2 separate regions of the Danio rerio genome follow, and region 2 is linked to region 1. A link is a contact called in public Hi-C data. All regions are on one chromosome and are shown on one strand. Each heading gives the region's core, a stretch centred on a gene start, on an enhancer-like site or on the middle of the called end of the contact. The rest is flanking DNA. Distances are from core to core; before and after follow the strand shown. Region 1 overlaps ano1a (anoctamin 1, calcium activated chloride channel a). Region 2 holds the start of ano1a (anoctamin 1, calcium activated chloride channel a).

The links. Hi-C and Micro-C count contacts between places; a contact is called where the count stands out from the background.
Region 2: a contact with region 1 is called in a Hi-C map of an unstated tissue, with 1.6 times the contacts expected there. The contact joins the promoter of ano1a here to the enhancer-like site in region 1. A contact is called at or near these places in 2 of 18 Hi-C or Micro-C datasets (caudal fin and an unstated tissue).

Annotation. Positions count from the first base shown.
Region 1 is chr7:69,339,128-69,346,026 of GRCz12tu, forward strand. All of the region lies in intron 9 of ano1a (anoctamin 1, calcium activated chloride channel a), which reads right to left. Among named protein-coding and RNA genes, the nearest start is that of ano1a, 53 kb to the right of the region's middle. Within about 2 kb of position 4,479, at least 4 of the 62 cell types and tissues checked have an H3K27ac peak or open chromatin away from gene starts, as enhancers often do.
Region 2 is chr7:69,392,290-69,399,188 of GRCz12tu, forward strand. It overlaps ano1a (anoctamin 1, calcium activated chloride channel a), which reads right to left and starts at 3,683. Exons shown (of 25, transcript NM_001161590.1): 1 at 3,524-3,683.

The DNA.
Region 1 (6,899 bases), core at 3,229-5,728:
ATAGTGAAAATATGTACATGCTTAGGCATAGTATAATAAAAGTTTAGTATAGGGCTGCACAATATATAACTTCAGCACTGATATCGCAATGTGCACATCCGCAATGGTCAAGTCGCAAGATACGCAATGTTCAGGTTATGTAATGTCCATATATCGCAGTGTGAGTTGATGTACTGATGATGTAAAACTCTAATTACTTGAATTTGGAAGAGATTCTCATATAGGTTACATCAAAACATTTCCTAGATTTACACAAATGTAGACACTGCACTCTACTAGATTTGTCATCTGAAACGTGCAATAAAACCTACCCGGAGCAATGTATTTTAGTTTTTTTTTTAGACTCTATATGGCCTTTATACAATTTATGCACAACAAAAAAACATTTCTTACTTTGAAATGTAGATATTTGGCCTTTAATTCTAAGTGAAAACAAGATTTTTTTTACTTACCCCACTGGCAGATAATTGTAGTTGAAACAAAAGTTGAAAACAAAATATTTTTACTTGATCTTTTAGATATTTGGACAAGAAATGAGACTATGCAGAGTGAGAAAAGCATTTTTTTGCATTGTGGTTATTAATTTTTTTGTACCTGAATACTGTTAGACATCCGAGAAAACTATTAAATAGTCCCATTCAATCGATTTTGTGATTCATATCGCAATATTTAATGGAAGTTTTTTTTTTTTTTTACATGGAAATAGCACACTACCAGCCTCACACACACACACCATTGTTTCCTCATTCTCATGTAAATCCATTAAGTGTAAAATTCCAGTGAAAAACAGGCCAATTGAAACAAAACACTGACTGTGACAACTTATTAATATGCACGCCCCATGCAGCGTTTGATTGGCCACAACATCTCTCAGTGTGATTACAGCAATGATCATTTCCCCTCCTGAGTTTTTAGTTTGTCTAAGCTTTTTTTAAACTTACTATATATGTGGGACTCTTATTCTGTGAAGCATGACCTTGGAGGGTGTCTCCATATTTACAGTGCATCAAAAGAAAAAGCGTGAGATATAAGGAATATAAAGTTATTCAGTGTCTCTAAAATTAAGCTCTGTTTAAATGTATATTTTGTTAATTTAACATGTATATGGTGAAATGTGCAGCATATTGTATTGAGGCAACAGACACACGTAACAAGTTTAAGTGGTTAATGCACATTTATGCATCATGTCATATCACTCAGCTCATATTGTAATTTTTCTGAAAGATGACAAAAAACTTCATAAAACTGACTGGTTTCTGTGGAGGTCGATATTATTTCTGCCTTTGTTTTCATATACATTAAACACAAAAACACAACTCTAAATACATCTCTGTTGAGCCTCTTTTTTCCCCCTGAGTGTGATTATAATTTAGTCTACATTTCTTCTTCCACACAACCCATGAGCAAATTAGGTAACTCATGTAGCAAAAAGATAGCTTACTCGCTTCTTCAAGCTTAAATAAACCAGCCCAACACGTCGGTTGAAAAGATTTCATATTATGTATTATAAAAGGTCATATTTTGGTTATTGGGGTCTCCATCAACAGGCAAATGTGCATGCAAGATCCAAAAAACACTTTCATTGCCTAATAAAATTCATTTATTTTTACCTAATTATCCCAACGCCTCCCATTTGATTCGTTCATCGAATCATTTGTTCCTAAACTCCTCCCTAGCATAAGAAAAATCTGCGCTGATTGGTCTGATGACCCGGTCTGTTGTGATTGGTCATCAGCCTTCAGGGAGAGATGGACAGAAACGCTCACTATGGTTATGAAGTAGCCCGAGTATAGAGTATAGAGTTCAGAGTATATGTGTGAGGCCAATGCAGGAGTGCATTAAAGCAATGCAGTTTAACATCAGCATATTGCTCTATTTTTAACCATAACTCCAAAAAAATAACAATGACATCATTCAGTATTAACCCACAAAATGGCAAAAGTTTAACTATTTTGAAAATCGACGGTGCCACGCATGTGTAGGAACAGCTGATGGCAGCCATAGCAATGACAAACAGCAGAGGATCGCAAACTCAAGGGAAAGAGAAAGAAACTGGTCCATAAAAACTGTGTAACAGTTACTAACAAAGTCCAATACATTAGTAGTCTTTGCTGATCCTTTCTTAAACATCAAACGACCGGCAAATCCCGAGTTGCTGCATGTGTTATTGTATAAATCATCAGAAAAATTAAAGGAACAAACACAGCACAGGGTATACTCTGGTATTGTTGTGAAAATTTACTATTAACCCTTTATTCCCCCAGGCCTCTCAGTGATAGTTATCTTCGTGTCATGATCAATCTCATGATCCCCCGCGCTCCGCTCGTGTCTGAAGGGAAAGGCGAGTTCATGTTTTACTGGATTCAGATCTTCATATTTGGCTATGTCGCGTATCGACGCTGACGTGTTCAATCAAAAGATCCGAACACAAAACGAATCATTCATTTGATTCGGAGTTAACTGTTTTCTTACAGAATCAATAGTTTTAAACGCAGTGCAATCAGATTTAAACCTTAGCTAGATGTGTTCATTCACTCACAGGTGTGTAACACACTGCATAGGAGGTCTTTTTTTAAAAACGATAAAAGGGGCTCTTTAAATATATTTTAACAACTAAAGTATGCTTTTTTGCAGGTGCATTTTAGAGTACATTATGCTGTGTATGTCTGATAATATTCTTTCTTCAGCAGAAAGTCTTATTTGTTTTATTTAGGCTAGAATAAAAGCAGTTCTTAATTTTTTAAAATCCATTTTAAGGTCAAAAGTATTAACCCCTTTAAGCTATTTTCTGTTTAATGGAAAGAAGATTTCTTCAACACATTTCTAAACATAATAGTTTTAATAACTCATTTGTAATAACTTATTTATTTTATCTTTGCCATGATGACAGTAAATAATATTTTTCTAGATATTTTTCAAGACAATTCTATACAGCTTAAAGTGACATTTAGGCCCCGTTTACACTAGTGCGTTTTAGTTTTAAAACGGCGCTTTAGATCAAAAACGATCCGCGTCCACACTAGCTTTTCACCTAGCGTCTCTGAACATATCTCCGTCCACACTACGCCACCAAAAACGTATATCATGTGACCATTCACGCACTCTGGGCATGCGCGTTCTAGTATAAACAGAAAGCATGCGTCTCGCTCGGCATTTGGTTATTGTTAGTCAACAAACGCCAGTTGAACATTTAACAAATGGCAAAGAAAGCAAGAGGTATTTTTGTGGACAGACGATGAGGTCGAGTTGTTACTAAACGTAACAAATGAACAATTGCACAATTGCGCCTAAAACAGACAATAGTGCAAACAACGCTCCCATTTCTGTGCCCATGTTGTTGTTTACAGTACTGTCTTCCAGTAGCGTTAAAGCCATGTATTATAGTCTTGTGATAGGGACTTGACGAATAATGGAAGGATACACAATGACACAAAAGCCCCAATCAGGTAGCGAATCTCAGCAGTCCCGCCTCCGTTTTCAGATGTCTCCGTTTTTTCTCATCGACACTGAAATGGAGCAGCAGCATTTTAGAATGAAAACGGCCTCTCCAGTGTTTCCAAAACGCTCCGTTTTCGGCGCTCGAGAACTCCGGCGTAGTGTGGACAGATGGCGTAATCGTAGCAAAACTTATGCGTTATAAAAAGAAAACGCATTAGTGTAAACAGGGCCTTAAAGGCTTAACTAGGTTAATTAAGTTAACTAGGAAGGTAAGCCTGATTAGGAAAGTTATTGTATAACGATGGTTTGTTAAATTAAAGGGGCTAATAATTTTGTGCTTAAAATGGTGTTTAAAAAATTAAAAACTGCTTTTATCCTAGCTGAAATAAACCAAATAAGACTTTCTCCAGAAGAAAGAATATTATCAGACATACTCTGAAAAATTGGCTGCGTTAAAGATAATTTGGGAAATATTTAAAAATGAAAAAAAAAAAAAAATTCAAAGGGGGGCTAATAATTCTGACTTCAACTATATATATATATATATATATATATATATATATATATATATATATATATATATATATATATATATATATATATATATATATATATATATATATATATATATATATATAGCATTATATTTTCCATTTGCTAGAAAACTAGGATTGTGAAATTTATCTTTGTACAAAAGACACCAGGGTTTACTAGTAAATACTAGTGATTCAAGCAACATTAAGTGAGTGCCGTGAGCAGCTGAAAATATTTGCATTTGTTTGTAGAAAAGGCCTTTTGTACAAAATACACCAGGGTTTAATAGTAAATTTGCATATAGATGGAATCATTCCTAACAATAATAAACACAACAAAAGCCCCAAATTGGCAGATCTCTCCAAAAGCGAAACTTTTACTCTTTTCCAGTCCTTGTAAATAGCCGTAATGAATAATTGGTGAAGGGCTGCGCTAGGACTGGAGAGTAAGCCTGCAGGAGTGCGGCTCACAGATGGCTGAAGTGGGAAATGATCCTGTTGCCTTGGTGACCTGCCGATTATTCGGATCTCGCTGCAGGCGAGTCCACAGTCTCAGCAGGCCTCCTGTACAGAGCGAGGTCTCCCCATTCTGGAGTGCATCTATACGGTTTAATTATATCTCAAGTGGTCGATGTGACATTCAGTCTGAAGAGTGTGACATAAAAGCACCTGAGCAGGTGATGCAGGACTCGTTTTTGAGAAAGAATGCCACAATAACAACTCTCTGCACTATAAATGAGGAACATTGGCCTAAACAGAACAATTTATCGTGTCAATGCAGGAACCCTCATTCCATCTGGCCCATAATAACACTTTAAATTATGGCTTCATTACTGCCTGTCACTCAGGTTATAATTTAAGCAGCTGTCTTTGGTTATAATCCAAAACACCAAAAGAGCCAATAGGCTATAAAAGAAAATGATCTTGGTATACTCATTAAACTTTAGAAATACACTGCAAATCAGCCTATTAGAATGATCCCTTAAGCAGGGGTCACCAATCTTGGTCCTGGAGGGCCGGTGTCCCTGCTGGGTTAAGCTCCAATTTGCCTGAACACACCTGCCTGGATGTTTCAAGTATACCTAGCAAGACCTTGATTAGCTTGTTTAGGCGTGTTTGATTAGGGTTGGACCTAAAATCTGCAGGACACCGGCCCTCCAGAAACAAGTTTGGTGACCACTGCCTTAAGGATCATGTGACACTGAAGCCTGGTGGCTAAAGAAAAGTATTTTGCCAGATTTGTCAGTACAGATTTCATTTAAATAATATCAGTATAATAAATACTTAATTATTTCTCAAGTGCAGTTTAATGGAGGGAAGGTTTTTGTCAGATTAGATTTTTTTTTTATGATTATTTATTTAATGCAGAACAAAGCCAGCATACATAGCTAGCAACAACTATATACAAGCCAGAGTTTGCATTAAATGCAAATACATAAAGAAATTAAAAATAATAATAACAGTAATAAATAAAGACAATAAAATAATAAATGAATAACAATACACAGAAAAAGAAAAACTCGGGGGTGAGAATTAACTAGTTATTAAATAAGAAGTTTTTTTCAATAAAATCAGTCCATGCTTTGATTGTATAGGGTTTAGCTCTGTTAATTCTTGCAGTAAAACGTTCTAAATGCGAAATAGTTTTTAGTTCAATAAGCCACATTTTATTCGCTGGGAATGAGGGTCCATGCCATATTTTAAATATAACCTTCTTGGCTGCAGTTAGTGCAGTATGATCCTGCGTTGGGAAGTGTTTAGGTTTAGATCGTAATCATCATTTAATAAACAGATATTAGGGTGTTTGGGAATAAACCTCTCATACAATTCTGAGATAGTTTGAAATACCTTATCCCAAAATGTACTGATAAGTGGACATTCAAAAAACATGCATATACAGTTGAAGTCAGAATTATTAGCCCCCTTTTGATTTTATTTGTTTATTTTTTTTTATATATTTCCCAAATGATGTTTAACAGAGCAAGGACATTTTCACAGTATTTCTGATAATATTTTTTCTTCTGGAGAAAGTCTAATTTGTTTTATTTCGGCTAGATTAAAAGTGGTTATTATTATTTTTTTTTTAAAAACATTTTTGGGACAAAATTATTAGCCCCTTTAAGCAATTTTTTTTTAAATAATCTACAGAACAAACCATAGTTATACATTAACTTGCCTAATTACCCTAACCTGCCTAGTTAACCTTATTAACCTAGTTAACCCTTTAAATGTCACTTTAAGCTGTAAAGAAGTGTCTTGAAAAATATGAAGTAAAATATTATTTACTGTCATCATGGCAAAGATAAAATAAATCCGTTATTAGAAATAAGTTTTTAAAGCTATTATGCTTAGAAATGTGCAAAAACAATCTTCCCTCCATTAAACAAAAATTGATGAAAAAAAAATAAACAGGGGCGCTAATAATTCAGGGGGGCTAATAATTCTGACTTCAACTGTATGTCTCCACAGAGTTAGAATTACACAATGTACAAAAAGGGGTATCATATTAGATTTTTAAGCATATTATTTTACTAACCAATTTATTTGCCATGATGACAGTAGATAATAATTTGCTAGTTATTTTTCAAGATGCTAGTATTCAGCTTAAAATGAATTTAAAGGTTTAGAGGTGAAGTAGGTGATTGTCTTCATATTTTGTTGTGCTGATTGAAAGTCTCTATAGTAGGGCTTTTCAATTGGCAGCCCGCAGGCCAAACCCAGCCCCTGAGGCAATTTGTTCTGGCCCTCCAAATAGTGTGACCAAGACATAAAAAAAAATTTAGTACAGTTGAAAAACGACCGCTGTAGTTATGAAGTGACGTGCGTCTGGTCAATACAGCATGAGCTGCAGTTAAAGGCTGTGCAGAGAGTAATTCAAGCAACATTAAGCGAGTGGCGTGAGCACCTGAAAATATTTAGATTTGTTTG
Region 2 (6,899 bases), core at 2,433-4,932, 52 kb after region 1:
CGCCGCAGTATTACTTAAATGCATTGTTAATAAAATACTCCGCAAAACAATCTGTGCATGCTTTAAAAATAAATGTTGTCAGGGTGGTGGGCTAGACACGAAGCAATTCAACACCCTATCTGTCGATCTTCGTTGTCATTATTTAAATAGTAACCGCGCGGTCAGTTATCGGAATACAAAATGAGAAACTCACCCGAGCCGTCAGCCTCCTCATCTTTCCTCGCAGTATTTACATCATCTTCACCCTTCATTGGCGCAAACGTGCGGTGTTTCTAGTTTCCAGGTTGACCGTACAGCGGAACTTGTGTGTCGTGTTCGCGGTGTGTGTGTGTGTATGTGTGTGAGTGAGGAGAGAGACGGATGTCCCTCCGCGAGCTTTTGTAGAGTATAGAGTATACATGAAGCAGTGGACTGGATCTGAGCGAATGCGTTTTTATCTCACCCACCAACCACACACGCACACACATACACACATCTACATCACTACGATACACACGAGCTCTTCCTCTTCCTCACATCCGATGCGCTTTTGGGCAGTTCCTGAGGAACACTAGTTGAATGCAGGTTTTTGAGCTCTGGTATACTCGAAATGCTGGTTTGTCCAACGTTTGGTCAACCTAGGATAAACCTAACCGTTGTGTTAAAACGTTTAAATTTAGATTTGATTGAAAAATAATTTATAACCCAGCATTGAGTTTGTGCATATTTAAATCAAGGTTGAATTATGTAAACGGTGTGTTGTTGAACTGGGGGCATTTTTATATATACACACCTGTTTATATACAGTGCATCCAAAAAGTATTTATAGCGCTTCACTTTTTCCTCATTTTTTATATTAGCTACAGCCTTATGCCAAACTGGATTGAATTCATTAATTTCCTCAAAATTCTACACATAATACCCCATAATGACAAAAATACGATATTTTGAAATTGTTGCAAACTTATTAAAAATAAAAAACCTGAAAAATCCGACACTATCTCATGCCAATTCGAAACTTTTTGATTTAGTAGCTATTCCGTATGAATTTGTACAATCTAATTCGTACATTTTAGTATGATTTGCACATCCCCAACAAAGGTTGGGTTTAGGGGCGGGGTTAGGTGCCACGCCTCTTTTTTTTAAATGAACAATTTCGTACGACTAAACTCATACGAATTCGTACAAATTAGCCACTAAACTGACAAGACAACATATACAACAGTATTCACAGTAGCGTGGTGGCGCAGTGGGTAGCACTGTCGCCTCATAGCAAGAAGGTCCCTGGTTCGAGCCTCGGCTGGGTCAGTTGGCATTTCTGTGTGGAGTTTGCATGTTATCCCTGTGTTCGCGTGGCTTTCCTCTGGGTGCTCAGGTTTCCCCCAAGAGTGCAAAGACGTGCTTGGTGAAGTGGGTATGCTAAAATTGACCATGGTGTATGTGTGTGAATGAGCGTGTATGGATGTTTCCCAGTGTTGGGTTGCAGTTGGAAGGGCATCTGCTGTTTAAAACATATGCTGGATAATAATAAAGGAAATGAATGAATGAATGAATGACTGAATGAATTAATGACTGAATGAATGAATGAATGAATATGTGTTCAAGAGAATAAAATTTAGGACCGTTTGAGGGAGAGTAAAGAGTTAGTAAACTTTTTGCTTTTGGGTAAACTATCCCTTTAAATCACAATTGTTTTCTTGCAAATTAAGAATTTGCATTTTACTCCTTTGACCTCACTAACATAATCTTCATGCCTCCTTTGATATTATGTCGGCTAAATTAGGATTCATACTCAGACACAATAGTGACCTGTGTGTGAAATAGATTAGTTAGAATTGCACTGCAATTGTTTTCAGTTGCAAACAACTGAACTATGCACTGGTCACAACTGTGCCCCTTCAAAACAAATCCATCTCTTATAGATTTGCAAGCAGAAAGTACATCAACTGCTCTGCTCAAGTGACATTGATACATTTTAATGAAAACAATCTGTTTCTTTTTAAAGTTGAATATCTTGCCCAAAGCTAATAACGGCACTTCCAGAAATAAAAAACAGTCACAACGAATTTGACAGATTGTAAGTATTTGAACCTTCATACAAGTCCACAGTGTGATTAAGGTGAAGTTGATTTTTATAGTTACATATTCATTTTTTTTTAAGTGACAGCTAGTGACATGCTACTTTGAGTATAGAAATCACATGCAAGTAGCTATGACTTCAAAACAACATGAGCACTATTTAAGTGACTGAACAATTTTGTACTTTGATTGTCGTTGCCTGCTAATATGATTTTCACTATTTAGAATTAGAAAAGAATACCTTAATAAGATGATATCATTAAGGAAATGGTCTAAATATGCAAATATAAAACCAGCCTTACCTCAATCTCAGTGTAAAAAAAAAGACCTTAAAATTATAAAATTTTTTGAAAAGTGCTCAACTACACAAAAATTACGGAAAAAAACATGAAAGAATCTGTGGGACCTGATAGATTTTTCTGAAGAAGAGTAAGCAGTTTACCTGTACAGGACAAATAAGGGATTCATTAAATTAAAAAAAAAAAAAAAAAAAAAAACAGCTGTTATTGTTGCACAATTATTATTATTATTATTATTAAATAAAACGTGCATTTTGTATTATCCCTCATATTTTGGTAAATAAATAAATACGTATTTTAAATAAATAAATAAATATATTTTTTGCAGCAAGCATGCAAACTTTTAGGCACAACTGTATATTATTATTATTATTAAATAAAACATGCATTTTGTATTATTCCTCTCATTTGGGTAAATACATAAATATTATAAATAAATAAATTCATATTTTGAATAAATAAATAAATAAATAATTTTGCAGTAAGAAGCATGCAAACTTTTCAGTTCAACTGTATATTATTATTGTTATTATTTGTAATAAATAAATAAATAAATAAATTAATATATTTTAGTAAAATAAATAAATAAATAAATAATATTTTGTAGCAAGAAGCATGCACACTTTTTGGCACAACTTTATGTAATTATTATTAAATTAATGTAAAAAAAACATGCAATTTGTATTATCCCTCATATATTGGTACAATAAATAAACAAATAACTATTTTTTTGCAGCAAGAAGCATACAAACTTTTCAGCACAACTCTATATTATTATTATTATTATTATTATTATTATTATTATTATTATTCATTGTATTAATAATGATAATAATGAATTAATCAAATAATAAAACATGCAATTTGTATTATCCCTTTTAATTTGTGTAAAATTGAAAAATAGAAAATACAGCTAAATTGTGCGCGTTAACAACTTGGGTTTCTTTCTAGAAAGTTTCCACCAGAACACCGACGCCTAAGCGACTGATAACAAAGATCAGCTGACATTCACACCCGGCAACACTGAATAGGCAATCAAGAAGGCTAGTCTAAACTTTCCCGAAGAACAACAATATGGTAACATTTTCAAGTCACCCACAATTAAAACCTTAAACTAGCCAGTTTCACTTCCTAACGCGAAAAAGTATAAAAATGCTGAATCTTACTTGTGCTCAGAAAAGAAATCACTCCAGCTCTTCAGCTCCTGTCTCCGGCTCACCTGCTCCGGCACTCTTGTTTACCTTTCAGGAACATGTAAATATCTTTCCGTCTCGTAACTCGCAAACAGCGACGCCTTAACAATAAATTACCATATTTTGAGTGCAGATTCGCCGCAAACGCAACTTATATGCGCGTTTTGTGAATACCGCGTGCACATCACTGATATGACGTATGTGCATAGGTGTTACCCTTACTATGAAACCAGGTCAGGAATGTGGGCAGGGAGCCGGCTAAAATATATATTTACAGTTTAAATTGTTAGGTAAATGTTTTCTCTGAGGTTAGCATGCACAAAGATGAATGGTAAACACACGAAACATGCACGCACTGTTTTAAATATAATTGACAAAAAATGTAATGTTTATCTAAGTCAGGATGCTTGATTTGCACGTGAACTGCGACCAGATTGCGACACAATAAGGTCTTCCACGGTCAATGAAAACCTAGAAACATCAAAGGATTAAAAAAATGCAGATTTTCACGTCCTAAAATGGCAGTTACTGGTCGTTTAACAGTAAATATTTTTAGTTAGGGCTCTTCTTGGGTCGACAAAAACCTCAATTTGGTAAACTGAAAGTAATGAAAATTTAAATGATGGAGTGGGATTACAGCTATGGGTCTACCTGAGGTTATTGAAACTAGTAAACTTATCTCTTATTTTTTTGTGTTATATAGGGGAGATAGGGGCACAAAGTAACACTTTTTGGTTTTGGCTAAATAATGAACAAATTAGGGGTTAGACAAACCATATTTTTTATTACCAACAACACACAAGCCTCTCCTACAAATGAGCACTGAAAGTGTGATCGCTGAACCTACATGTTTTCTTTGCAGTATTGTCAAAAGTGCCAGGAGTAAATGTTACTATCTACCCCACCTGCGGGACAAGTTTTAATTTACTGTTTACATTTTTAAATTTTTACATAATTTACATTTACTGGGTCAATCTTGTTCATTTTAAATATATGTGACTATGACCTTGTCAATGTCCACTGCAAACATGTTTTGTCTTTTATTTAAAAAAAAAAAAATTAAACAGCATTTTCATTTAAAATTTCACCTCCATCAAATGTTTTAAAAGCAATCCACCAATGCAAAATGTGAATTATTATTATTATTTTTTTGAATATTTTTATTATTATTGGTAATATGCATTAATTTTATAAAACATGAATCAAAACACTGATGTGGAAGTGAAAAATAAGACATGGCTTTTATCAGTGGGACATAAATAACAGTGTTACTTTTGTCCCCACAGGAACTCTTGCCAATTAAACCTAATTTACTTTTAAACTGAAAAATTCTGACATTTCAAACTTAAGGATGTGTTATTGCGCTAAGTGCGGTTTATTCATAAACTAATTTCGAGAGGATCACGTGCTTATAATCAACACGGCTGGCTCCTTATTAGCTCTGTAATCACCCCTATTAGATGATTACGGAAGCATTATAAATAACCTGAGTTTTTCACTCCAGTTATCTTCGTCTCGAAGCTCCTCCCCTTCCACCCCCACATCCTCCCCCTTTTTTCTGATTGGGCGACACGGTGGCCCAGTGGCTAGCACTGTTGCCTCACAGCAAGAACACCGCCGGTCCAACCTTTCGGGCTGGTTGGTGTTTCTGAGCGGAGTTTGCGTGTTCTCCTCGTGTTCGCGTGGGTTTCCCCCGGGTTCCCCGGTTTCCTCCCACCGTCCAAAAACATAAACCATAGCCAATCGACTAAAACAAATTATCACCCAATACAACCTTAGTTTACACTTCTCACGGTGACAAGCAGGGGTGTTCTCGAGACCTACCTGGCCTCGAACTCCCCTCTCGCCCTTCTTACGGGAGGGAGCCCCGGGCTCGAGGATATTACGAGCTCAGGGCTCTCTCCCGGGACAGCATGCCAAATACGCTTTATTGATTATCATCTAAGTTTGAACTCTTGAAATAACATGTAGATTGATCATTAGTGTGATGCATGCAAAGAGAAACACGACTTGTAATGAGGAAAAAAGAACCGCAACAATACAGTAGCTACTTTTTGCATTTAACTAAAATTCGGAGCTAACTGCAGGACACGGTCTCGAAATCAGGTGATATTTGGCAGTTCCATTAAGGGTTGCATGCCAAATAAGCTGTTACAGTGCTCAGCATAAATATGTACACCCCTCACAAATCAATCTTTTAAATTCATATTTTTGATAGGAAGCTATACAATATTATATTTGTGCATATACATTAGATTAGTCAGTAATTGAAGCCAAATCTGGACGGATCTAATTACAAAATATTTTAGAATAAGGGTCCAAAAAGTAGTACACCTACATTTATGTTATAATAAATATTAAATACACATTTTAAAAAAAGGAAAAATCAAGAGAAGATAAAAAAAACATTGAAAATTTTTGTTAAAATTTTGTAGGTTGTAAATTGTTTTTGCAATTTTTAGCTTGAATTTAATTGTATTATCCTTTGATTTCTAAATATGTTTGGCGACTTAAATATTATTTTAATAAATATATCTGATTTAATAAATCTGTTTTGTTTAAAAGCACCAATTTACATTGCGTATATTCACTGAGAAATGCATAAAGATATTCATTTTTAAAAAGGGCAGTACTCAATGTTGAGCACTGTATAGCCTGGAAAGCAAATGTTGCTTTTAGAAAATTACTGTGTTACTTTTGTCCTCGCTCTCCCTATACTGATTATTTTACTGTAAATATTTCAAGTTGGAACTGGCTTCTAGGTGTTGATCTGTATAAAACCTCTATTTGGTAATTACAGCTGAAAATGAAAGTGTAAATGAGGGTGTGGGATGCCTTACAGCAGGGGTGTCCAAACTTTTTGGGCCGAGGGCCAGATGCAAAAAAACAAACGTTGTCGCGGGCCAAATTTTACATACAGGTACATCACACAGACACGTGTATATATATATATATATATATAAATACAGTTGAAGTCAGAATTGTTAGCCCCCCTAAATTATTAGCCCCCGTTTATTTTTTCCCCAATTTCTGTTTAACGGAGAGAAGATTTTTTTCCACACATTTCTAAACATATTAGTTTTAGTAACTTATTTCTAATAACTGATTTATTTTATCTTTGCCATGATGACAGTAAATAATATTTGACTAGATATTTTTAAGACACTTCAATACAGCTTAAAGTGACATTTAAAGGCTTAACTAGGTTAATCAAGTTAACTAGTTAAGTTAAGGTATTTAGGCAAGTTATTTTATAACAATGGTTTGTTCTGAAGACTAAAAGGGCTAATAATTTTGACCTTAAAATGGTTCATAAACCGATTTTTATTCAAGCCGAAATAAAACAAAA